2 separate regions of the Rattus norvegicus genome follow, and region 1 is linked to region 2. Evidence: chromatin contacts called from public Hi-C data. All regions are on one chromosome and are shown on one strand. The core of a region is the stretch at or near the end of the contact, and the rest is flanking DNA. Distances in the headings are between cores, read along the strand shown. Region 1 holds the start of Pxylp1 (2-phosphoxylose phosphatase 1). Region 2 overlaps Pxylp1 (2-phosphoxylose phosphatase 1).

Region 1 (6,124 bases), core at 266-2,765, 64 kb before region 2:
GGCCTACACTTTTTTTTCTGATTTATTTTTATTTTTATTTATTTATTTATTTACTTTTTGCTTTGGGCTAGTGTGGATAGAGTTGTCTGGCATCTGTGGCCTGTGTGACTTGTGAAGGAGTGGAATTTGGAATTAGAACTGTCAGAATCTGTGGAGGGAAGGAGGAGATCATGTTGGGTAGGATGCCTGGACTGTGGAGGTCCTTGAGGGCCAGCCCAAGTAGGAATTTAAGGGGGAGTGAGATGTTGTACTCATGTCTTGGAGAAAAGGTGTCAATAGCACTCAAGGCAGAAGCAGGCTGAAGGCAATGTTGAGTCTGGGTAGCACGGTGAGAGGGATAGAATTGGCTAGTAGCTAGTGTCCTCAGGTAAGTGCCAGCTGGCCATCAAGGCATTGGACAGAGAAGGCATCCCACCCAGATGGCTGTACCACGGGGTGTAAATGGAATTCAGACCAAGGAAGTAGAATCTAGCTGATTTGAGGGGGGGGGGGGAAAGTTGGAGGTAAATATAAATATGTGTAAGTTATTAGGTGTTTTGATTTAGTTATTATCGAACGAGTTAGGGGAACATCAAGTGATGTGCTGCCCCGGAACCTTTCACCCTTGTGATAGCATTGAATCTAGGACTGTCCACATATTGGAAATAGTGGCTAATTGCACCTATTTTGCTCAGGTTCAGTCGAGAGAAGCACAAGGGTAGCACTGTAGTCCTGGAACTGACAACAAAGACAATCTCACAATTGCGGTTGGTGAGATCCTTCTCTGATGGCATTTGAAAAAACAAAAACAAAAACAAAAAAAACCCATAAAACATAAAACAACATAGCATTGCAGAATGAGTCCTGCGCGGGTCCTCGGTGGCGGCCAGCCCTAGGGCCATGCAGGAACGCCCCCAGACTCAGCCGCGCCTCTCAAGGGTGCCTACAGGCCTTTAGGGACGAAACTACAGCGAGGTCTAGAGTACACAGGCCGGATGTGGCCCGCGCCGGAAGAGAAGCGCGGGACAGGCGCTTGGGTGGAGGTGGCACGGTGGCTAGGATCTTGACAGTTTTGAGTCCGCGCGGCACCGGAGCACGCACTTCAGCGATTAGATCCGCGGCGCGGAGTCAAGCACGCAGTCCCACAGCACCCACGCCAAGGCTGGGACGGGTCTAGGGCCGTGTCCCGGGCCATGGTACCCTCCCAGGTCCTAAGTCCGGCGTAGGGAGAAGCACAGGCCTTGTGCGCTCCGAGTGCGCGTGCTTTCCACGACCCGGACGGCACGCCCGGAGCCTGTCCGGATGGCAGTTTGGACACTCCGAGACCGTGTCCGCTTCCAAGGCCCGGAGTGCCGGTCGCCGCAGCCCGCAGGTCCCGCACCGCCGCTTGCGGGGCGGAGCTCCAGGGCGCCCTGAGCGCGTCGGGCCGGGCAGGGACCCGGCGGGCCCGGCAGGGGGCGCTGCGGAACCCTGAGTCCGGCGGCCTGTGCGCGCCACCGCCGCCTGCACTCCCGCCAGGAGGAGCTGGCTGCCGGCGGAGAACCCTACGCAGAGCAACGGAGGCCCGGACCGTAGGCGGTGAGTGCGTCGCGCGCCGGGCCCCAGCGGTTGTGAAGCTCCTCGCAGGGCGGGCTTGTGTCTGGGGTCTCGGGGTGGCGACCCCAAAGAGGTCTCCGTGATGCGGGGATCGGGAGGCAGGGGCGGGCTTCCAAGCCGCGGGTGTGATCCCCACCAACAAGCTCTTTCCCTTATCTACGCGCTCCCCAGTTTCCACCTCTCCCCACGCCCCTCCCCGCGTCGAGGGTCCCAGTCCCTCCGATCCGTCTCCCCTTTCTCAGCCCTGCACCCTAGAAGCCTGCCCACACACCCCCTTTTCTCCCGCAAGCCCTCCCACGCCTACCTCCTCCGGTTGCCTGACGCTCGCCTCTTCCCTCCCCGCTCTGCTCTTACGGTCCCCGCCGCCACCCCAACAGGGTCCCACTATGCCCCCGCGCCCCTGCTGAGCGACGCAACGGGAATCTGAGCTCCGGGGTCCCCCTTCTCCCGACTGTCCCAAAGCAGCGGTGTCCAGGTAAAAGGCAGCTGCAACTTCACGGCCTGCCCCCGGGGGTGGGGCTGGTGCTTCTTCAGCTACCTGTGGTCCGCGGCGTCAGAGCCCAGGGCCCAGCCGAGGGCCACTTCACACATGCAGGTTAAGCTTGCTCTAATGATCTGCTTAGGACAGTGTGCTTACTTCGTTGCTTTTGCTTGGTGAACTTGAATAGGTTTCGATTTCTAAAAAAGAAGCCGGCTTTGCCACACACAAATATGGAGCAGGTTTTCTTTGCGGCTGCGACTGGCTTTCAAGTAGTACCTGTGTATGGGGAAGGTTTGGTGATGTTGGGGGAATGGAGCCATATCTCCACTCTCACTCACCACGGCTCTGGAAAGCACAAGGGAATGTAACTGTACCCTCTTGGGTGGGCCAGTGTCTTTGTGGGAAGGCAAGGATGCTTTCTAAACATTCAACAGGTAAAACCAGTTAAGAATTTGGATCAGATCTGGTGTGGATAGGGAAATGTGGGGTGAGTGACCAAGGAGGGGCCCTGGGAGAGTTCCACTGCTTAGGGACATTTGTTGCTCTTTGCGACAGGCCCCGGGGCTGGACCCTGACTATGGAATAGACAGTGCTGAGCCCAGCCTACCCTCTGGAACTGTCGGTCGGGCTTGGCACCAGCCCCCTCCTCAGAGGTGTTGGTGCCCTGTGGTGACATCTGTGGGAAGAGGATTTAAAGCAGATGGCTTGGAAAGCCTCCTGGTCCCCGGAGAGAAGTGGAGATGGCATGGTGACAGCCAGTGTGTGCATTCACCCCTTCCCTTCTGGGGTCTTTCATTAAGTTTTAGATTAAATTAATTGCCTATTCAGAGAAAGAACATATAAAGGGTATTTCTCTTTTAGGATTGGCTCTGGGCCAGTCCACCCTCACAGATACCTTTGAGAGACTGCAAATGTGTACCAGTGGCATTGTGGACCACCTGGAGTACAGCACTCTGGGCTGTGGAATCGCCCCCTCTGAATCTGTGGTTTTTCTTTGATGGCTCTGGTGATTAGTTCAATATTCCTTTACTATTGAATAGATAGGTAATTAGCCAAGAACAGAGGGGGGTTCAGCAGGGCCCTTCTGAGTGTTCACAGATTCCTGTATGAATCTTCTTGTCCTCACAGTGATAGGCAGCTCTCAGGAGTCCTTCTGGCTAGGAATACCTGCGGGACTCCGGTGGACCTTAGGACCTGACCAGGTGCCCCTGCCTGGTATTCAATGTTTTTGTTTTGTGTTTTTTGTTTGTTTGTTTGTTTTTTAAATTTTTGTGCATCAGTCTTGAGCGTACAACCCATGCCCTCCACTGGGCTGCAGTGTTTTCAAAATGTCCCTTAATTCAACAGATTTGAATATACATGTATATAAATGTTAAAGTTTCTCTTGCTGGAGACAGATTTACTGTCTGGTAAGATGGGGAGTGAAGGGGCGAATAGAAAGTTTAATTTCTAGGTCAGGCTCTGACAGCTGGGCCTGTCCCTCAATGAAGACTCCAGACTTTTAAGTAGGAAAGAGTTTTCTTCATCCTAGAAATAGGAATGGGAAGGTAATGGGCATTCTGGGGGGTGGGGGCGGGGAAGGCTGCCTACTGAGAGGTGAAAAGTCCACCAAGACTTATCCTGCAGGCCCTGGGCTGAGGCCCTAGCTTCTGCATACTATTCTCATTCATTCATTCATTCATTCATTCATTCATTCATTCATTATTCTGGCTGGCCTGGAACTCTGTGTAGACTAGGCTGACCTCAAACTCAGAGATCTACCTGCCTCTGGGTCCCAAGTACTGGGGTTAAAGGCTTGCACGCCACACCTGGTAACCCTGGCTTCTTGGTCATCCTCCACCCCTGCTGTTGATGGAGGAAGCTGCTGAGGAGATGGGGTCCCTTGCAGAACCGCCCCCACCACTTCAGGCTGTGCTGCTCTCACTCTGGTGGGTGCTGCCCGCTCCAGAGCTGGTTCTTGTGGCAACCCCGGAGTGCCCTTGCATGCACATTTCTGGGAGTGTGTTTTACAGTCCTGCTGGGGCAGGGACTCCAGTGTTGGGGAGAATTGCTTTGGTCAGTCAGGAGTAGCTTTGCCCTAGGCAGAGGAAGCAAAGTCCGGCTCTTCATCATGTGAAAGGCTAATCTGAGGAAGAGCATACCCAGAGTCCCCACTTGGGTGGGGAGTCAGAGTAGGACTTGGTTGTGGGAACCTGTGCTGCCCTGGTTGCCATTAGCTTATCTCCCTCACCCAGACTGTTTCTGTTCAGGCTTGGCTGTTACCCAGAATTCCTGCAGCTGGCAAAGATCTGTTTTTCTAGAAGGGGTTTAATTAACGCCTGCAGTTTGAGAGTGAGAAAGGAAGGGGAGGGGGAGAAAGAGAGATGCTACTGTATGCGGGGGATGGGGGGAAGAAGAGAAGAGAATAGTGGAGGCCTGAGAATCTAGGAGAGAGTTCAGCTCCAGGTCTTGTCCCCAACAGGACTCTGGTTGGTAGGTAAGAAATACGCCCACACGCTGGTGTAGGGGGAGTTACTGTTTAGTGGCAAAATCACTGAGCTAGAGGAAAATGAGCTCACAGTGATCTCGAGAAAAGTTTTCTGGGCTCACCATTCTGGTTCTTAAAAGACCCGGGAAGCCATCTACAAAATGGACATGACCAGATGGGGAAACACTTGATTGTTGTAAGCTTGTGTCAGGAGTATGCTCCGGGGATCTGATCCACTGAGCCAAATTGGTCAGGGGTTTAGCCTGGGGAGCCACTTCACTCTGGAGATGCTGTGGGAACTGTCTAGTAGAGGACTGGGCACTTAGGGAGTGAGCAAGAGACTAGCCTTCAGTGGGAGAGAGGCAGCCAGTCAGAACTGGGTCCAGTGGTACAGACCCGCTTAGAACTACCAAGTCAGCCTCTAGGGGGCACCTGTGAGCCCAGGATGCACCGCAGGATTTACTCTGGGTCCAGAAGACAGGAGAACCCCAACCCCCAAACCCCACCCCCACCCTCTCACCAAACCATAATGTGACCCCAGGCCCCTTCAGCCTTAGAGTCTGCAGGGTTCCCTAGCCCATCTCAGATGGGGAAGCCACTGTCTTTTGTGAGAGACCAGTTTCTTGTGAGGGGAAGGACAAACCCAGGAGTATGGAAGAATTTAATGATTAAAAGTCAACAAAACAAAACAAAAAAGCTTGACTGAGCCTAGTGCAGTCATTCCTGAAGCAAAGAGGCAGCCTCCAGTGCTTCCTTTTGGCTGGGACACCCTCCACACAAGCCTTCACCCATGACTGCACCCCTCCATCCCTTTACCCACTGTACATTGGTGACGCCTACACTGTGTTGAGAGCTCTGAGTTGGAGGAGAGTTTGGGGATCTCAGATATCTAATATTTAATGGCAATTATGGGTACCCCTATAGTAGAACACAGACAGTCTTCGGTTCCTGGGGTGAGTTTCTCCCTTCTGGATTTTAGGACTTGGACTATTCTTCCATTCTTTCTTTGGTTCCCTCCATAGAAACGTACAAATTCATTTAATACTGGCAGTCGCTCTCTCAACATGCACATCTACGGTTCTGTTTTCAAAGCACCTTTTTGTCATCTCCTTGCCACCCTCTCTGTCACTGTGTGTGACCAACTTCCTAACGGAGAGCTGTAGCCAATGGCATGGAAACCAGACGTTTAAAAGACAGACTAAGATCCGAGTTATTGTACTTGTTTTGCACCCGCCTGTCCTCCCCTTCCTTTTCACTTCTGCTTGTGGGGAAAGACATCATTTATACCAACTTTACAGATAGTTTGATACCGTTTATCTTACCCAATTTGCTTTCTTAGAGATCTGTCTTTCCAATTAGCAGACTGCAGCTTGCTTCCCTAAGCTGGCCCCATTCTCAGATCCAACACTGACTTTTAGAGATAGGATAATATTATTTTGAGCACTTTAACTGTAATGTAAAGTGAATATCTTGCCAACTTTACTATTTGCTAATACAGAAGAATATGAGGAAAAATATCGTTAAGTGTAATAATAATCTAAAATCACAAAGTTGGGTTGCATTAAGTTATTAAAGTTGTAGCAGAATTGTTTAAAAGCAAA
Region 2 (5,263 bases), core at 13-2,512:
TTGGGGAAACAGACCTCATCCCATTAACTTTAACTGGTATTGAACATGCCAGACATGGGCGCTGGTCCTTTGTGGCCCTTTGGCTAAACGTGCAGTAAGAAAGTCTCTGTGTCCCCTGGTGTTGCAGGAGTCGTGCAGCATCTGCAGAATGGCCAGCTGCTGAGGGACATCTATCTGAGGAAACACAAGCTTCTGCCGAACAACTGGTCCTCAGACCAGCTTTACCTAGAGACCACGGGGAAGAGCCGCACCCTGCAGAGTGGGCTAGCCTTGCTCTATGGCTTCCTCCCAGAGTTCGACTGGAAGAAGGTCTACTTCAAGCACCAACCAAGTGCTCTGTTCTGCTCTGGAAGCTGCTACTGCCCGCTAAGAAACCAGTATCTGGAGAAGGAACAGCGACGCCAGTACCTGCTCCGTCTGAAGAACAGCGACCTAGAGAGGACCTACGGGGAGATGGCCAAGATCGTGGACATCCCCACCAAGCAGCTCCGGGCGGCCAACCCCATCGACTCCATGCTCTGCCACTTCTGCCACAATGTCAGCTTCCCCTGCAGCAGAAGTGGCTGCCTTGGCATGGAGCACTTTAAGGTGATCAAGACGCACCAGATAGAGGATGAGCGAGAGAGGCACGAGAAGCTCCTGTACTTTGGGTACTCCCTCCTCGGGGCCCACCCCATCCTGAATCAGACGGTTAACCGGATGCAGCGCGCTGCCTTGGGCTGGAGGGACGAGCTGTTCACCCTCTACTCTGCTCACGACGTCACCCTGTCACCCATCCTCAGTGCCTTGGGTCTTTTGGAAGCCAGGTTCCCAAGGTTTGCTGCCAGGCTGGTTTTTGAGCTCTGGCAAGACCGTCAAAAGCCCAGCGAGCATTCCGTCCGGATTCTTTATAATGGGGCTGACGTCACCTTCCACACCTCCTTCTGCCATGACTTCCACAAGCACTCTCCCAAGCCCATGTGTCCTCTGGAGAACTTGGTCCGCTTTGTCAAAAGGGATATGTTTGTAGCCCTGGATGGCAGCAGTACTAACTATTACGATGCATGCCACGGGGAAGGGGCCTAAGAGGTACTCAGCACAGCCGCGTCTGCTTGCTGGTTCTGTCTGTTGCTAAGATGTCAAGGTATGGAGTTCTAACGGTGCAGATTAGGTGGGGTGATCATGCTCATGGGCGAGACAAACGGGAACACATACCGTATACTACTTGGTACAAAATAGCCGGTTCACAGAGGAAGGAAGGCACGTTCTCACAGCCGTGCGCAGCTTAGAATGCCAGCATTCGGCTCAGCACTCACAGTTGCCAAGCCAACCTTATATAACTTTTGGCCTGCCATGAACCAGCAAACCTCTGCCAAAGTCCTCTTAATCTCGGACATTCACCTTCACCTTGTGTGGAAATTTTCCCAGAGGAACGAGTTCAAAGTGTGCCCGGCAGCCTTTGTCTGGAGGGACCACAAGATCACTGTCTTAGACTTGGTAGCCCTAAAGGTCACGGAGAATCTCTCCCTGTCAGATCTTCTCGGCTGTGCGCTGGTTGGCCATATGTAAGTGGGCAGAATAGGCGGCAGCCAGCTCTGGCCGCTGGCTGTTTGCTGACTCACCTTGAAGAGCAGCCTGTGCCGTTGGACTCCCGCTCCTTGGGAGCCAGCGGGGCCGCAGTGCGGCAGGTCCTTTGGGAGCGTCTGCTAGAAGCACAGGGTTGGGTCAATGGCCCTGGGTGAGAAAGCGCGTAGGAATAACTATTACAGCACTTGATGCTCATGAGGATCATGGCACAAAATAGCTTTACGTGTGTCTTAGGTGTTTGTCTGCTGTAGTCTACTGGCTGCAAACTGCTGGGCTTTTGTATCCCATTTAGTATTTTTATAGTCTAGGAAAATATTTTCTGAGACCAGTTTTAGATGTGTTCAGATTCCTATAGAAATATTCAATTTACTGCACCTGCTTGGTGGTTGGAAGGAGGCCAAAAGCTCAATTTGGACACTCTCTCTTTTTTCCCCCTCCGAAAATAAATAACTAATGACTCATTCCTTTTGACAAGCTGTAGAATTAGGTCCATTTTTAAACCATTTTCGTCTATTTCAAATGCCAAATTCCAATCGATTTTTAAAGAGGTTTCTAGAAAAAAATTGTTATTCCATAGTTAAATAATCTTTCTAAAATGTTTTATATATCAGGCGTGATCACAACTGACTGCGTGGTTCCTCGGTCAATGGTGCTAGCTCGTTCTGAAGACAGGGCCATGTGGGCGGCATTGGTTCTGCAGCATCGGCACGCCAGCCTTCCTCTTCCTCTGTGTCTGGTGTTGCATTGGAACACGTTTTGTTTTTAGAAATAAAAAATTTTGAATTCTTAGCCTGTACAACTCATGGTGTGTATCTGTTCACCCCCCAGGTTCTTTACAAGGGAGAAGCAGTGTTTTAAAATTTCACTTTAACTGCTTGACATAGCCCTGAAAACTGTACACCCCACCCCACCCCGTCTCTCTCTCTCTCTCTCTCTCATATATAAAGCCTATTCGGGTTTCTTTCTCCTACTCACAAGCTGTCTGATTTAGAACTGCTAAACACAGCTTGAAGATTTAAAAATAAAAGTAAAAAGAGGGAATTTTAAAAACACCAACTCATGATACTCTTACTCTGTTGTAACAGTGAGTATTTTGGATAAGAGCCAACATCAAAGTTCATAGAAGACGGTTTTACCTCCTGAGACACTGGCAGCTCAAAGGGCAGAGTTCTAAAAACCTTCATTCCACAGCGGATTAATTTTAATGCAAAATGTGAGGCCGACTCGTATGCACGTGCACTCCCAGACCTTGGAATCTTGGAATTGATCTAATGGCATCACTCATGACTGGTCTGGGAGCGCACACGTATGTAGCTAGCGTCATGTTTTTATATTAAAATGAATATGCTCTGGAAAATAATCCTGAGTAACAACTTCCAAAGTGAAGCTCGGCCTTATAGGGAAGAAGCAATCTCGGGTTCAGTTGAGCCTCAGTTTCTCCCACTCTGCTCTCTCCACACACTGGAGCGGGTGTGCACGGGCTTTCCGGCCACACAGGGAGCAATCGATTCTGCAGCTGGATGCCTTCCAGTTCCGTCCTGAGATATGTATGTACCTATGGTGTCAGAGCACCGGTTGAGCACCCAAAACTGTCACACACAATAATCTTCAGTTGGCAGGTTTTGCCTGTGCCTCTGACCAACTGGCCATGAATTTATGTCCGCTCACCTCCATCCCCTGGGCTCGAGCCATCGCAGAGCTTCAGGGAAACAGCAGCTTATTACACGGGGTGTTGCTGAGGAAGAGATGCATATGACGTGGGGGAGGGTACAGGGCTTCCAACGCTGTCTTGCTGTCTTGCTGAGCCATGGTCTATTAATTTCCTGTATCTAGCTGCCCAGCTCTCCAAGCCCGGTCCGTTGGGTTTTATGAAGACTTCATCACATGGGCATAATTGATTATGCTTTTGGCCACTTGGTGATCAGTATGGCTTCGGCCCCTCCCATCTCCGAAGGTTGAGGGATGGGCCTCAATGTTCCATGCTCTGATCTTGGTCTCAGAGCTATCTAGAGGCCACCTGTATGAGGATACTTACTGTAGCATGCGAGAGAAACGATGTTAGAAATCCTAAGGAGTTTATAGAAAGGTGGACCAACATCAGATAAGGCACGATACACAGCCTCTGAAACCGTGTACTGTTCCGTGTACTGTGAACTGTTGGACAACCATTGCTCTGAAATTTTCTATGTGGTTGCCCAAATATGGATAGCTTAAAAGTAGGAACAAGGTCATTCTAGATCTATTGTTACAGAACTTGGTTTTAAGGGCATATTTTTAGGGGGCTGGGAAGATGACTCAGTGGTTAAGAGCACTTGGTCCTCTTCCAGAGGTCCTGGGTTCAGTTCTAAGCACCTACATGGTCATATGGTGTGTGTTCCCAACTCTGGTTCTCCAGATGTGACACCTTCTGACCTCTGTGGGCACCAGACACACAAATGGTCCACATACCTTCATACTAGCGAAACACAAAAATAAAACTGATTAATAATTTTTGGGTTTTTTTTTCTTTTTTTCAGATCTGGGGACTGAACCCAGGGCCTTGCGGTTGCTAGGCAAATGCTCTACCACTGAGCTAAATCCCAAACCCCTTGTTTTGTTTTTTAGAGGCAGGGTTTCTCTGTGTTCCTGGAACTTGGTCTATACACCAGACTGGCCTCAAACTCACAAAAATTCACCTGCCTTTGCCTCCTGAGTGCTAGAGGTTTTTTTTTTTAAAGAATGTATGCTGTATATGTATGCACATGTATACATTTTGTTAGTACAGGTTCAAGAGTATCAAGACAGACCTTTTAAGCTCTTTTAAACATATTTTTATTCTTTGAGAATTTTATATAAAATATTTTTATCATATGCAGCCCCATCCTCCAACCAGATAACCAGATCCATTTCTACCTCCCTACCCACCCAACTTCAACTTCATAGCCCATCCTGCATGCATGCCCAAGTGCACACACACGCATGCGCATACCCACACACCCATGGACCCCCCCCCCCTTCTCTGCTCCTTCCCTCTTCTTCCTATGCTGGAACCACAAGTGGCCATTACCACGCTGGGCTGAGCATTCTTTGTCCAGCTTCACTTTCAACAGACTTAAAGAACTTAATTGTATGCTGTTAGAATTAGAGTTTGTTAATTTGTTCTAGTGCCCAGAATTGAACCCATACATGCTAGGTAAGCACTCTCCCACTGAGCTACATGAATAATCCTTTTCCTCTTTAAGAGAGGGTCTCAGTAACTTACCCAGGTGGCCTTAGTCTTAAGGTCCTCCTGCTTTAGTTTCCTGAGTACAGGCCTGTGATACTGACCTGGTAGTAATAATTAGCAATAATAAATGGCTTACCAAGAAAACTACTAAGCACATAACTGAAGGTCTTCACAGGCTCCACAGAATTAGACTGGGAGAAGACTTAGGTAAGTCCCCTTTCCAGAACTGATGCATGAATAGTGGGGATACATGCCTCTGAATCTTCAGAAACCCCTCAAAACAGGTTCAGCATGCCAGGCTGGTGGGTCACCCTGGTGTGTTAGGATGTAACTGCAAATACACAGCGTAAAGTCTGAGGCTTCAGTAGTGGCTAGTGGGAGGCTACCTCTGATCCCCATTGCTCAGGACTTCCGAACTGAGTCTTAGGACTGTGTTCACGCCTACCCAAGAGCTAGCTCAGTAACAAGAGTGCAAGAGCTGAATGCACAGGC

What was found. A called contact is a pair of places that touch in the nucleus more often than the background predicts.
Region 1: a Hi-C map of hepatocytes shows a contact between it and region 2, with 1.8 times the contacts expected there. The contact joins the promoter of Pxylp1 here to the enhancer-like site in region 2. A contact is called at or near these places in 9 of 12 Hi-C or Micro-C datasets (the Rat2 cell line, Schwann cells, frontal cortex and 5 more).

What each region holds. Positions count from the first base shown.
Region 1 is chr8:106,359,994-106,366,117 of GRCr8, reverse strand. Pxylp1 (2-phosphoxylose phosphatase 1) reads left to right here and starts at 1,515. Exons shown (of 6, transcript NM_001007710.1): 1 at 1,515-1,557.
Region 2 is chr8:106,296,395-106,301,657 of GRCr8, reverse strand. Pxylp1 (2-phosphoxylose phosphatase 1) reads left to right here. Exons shown (of 6, transcript NM_001007710.1): 6 at 128-2,355. The coding sequence ends at 1,065. Among named protein-coding and RNA genes, the nearest start is that of Pxylp1, 66 kb to the left of the region's middle. Within about 2 kb of position 1,262, at least 16 of the 93 cell types and tissues checked have an H3K27ac peak or open chromatin away from gene starts, as enhancers often do. A contact at or near this core is called in hepatocytes, kidney and liver, where this site is marked.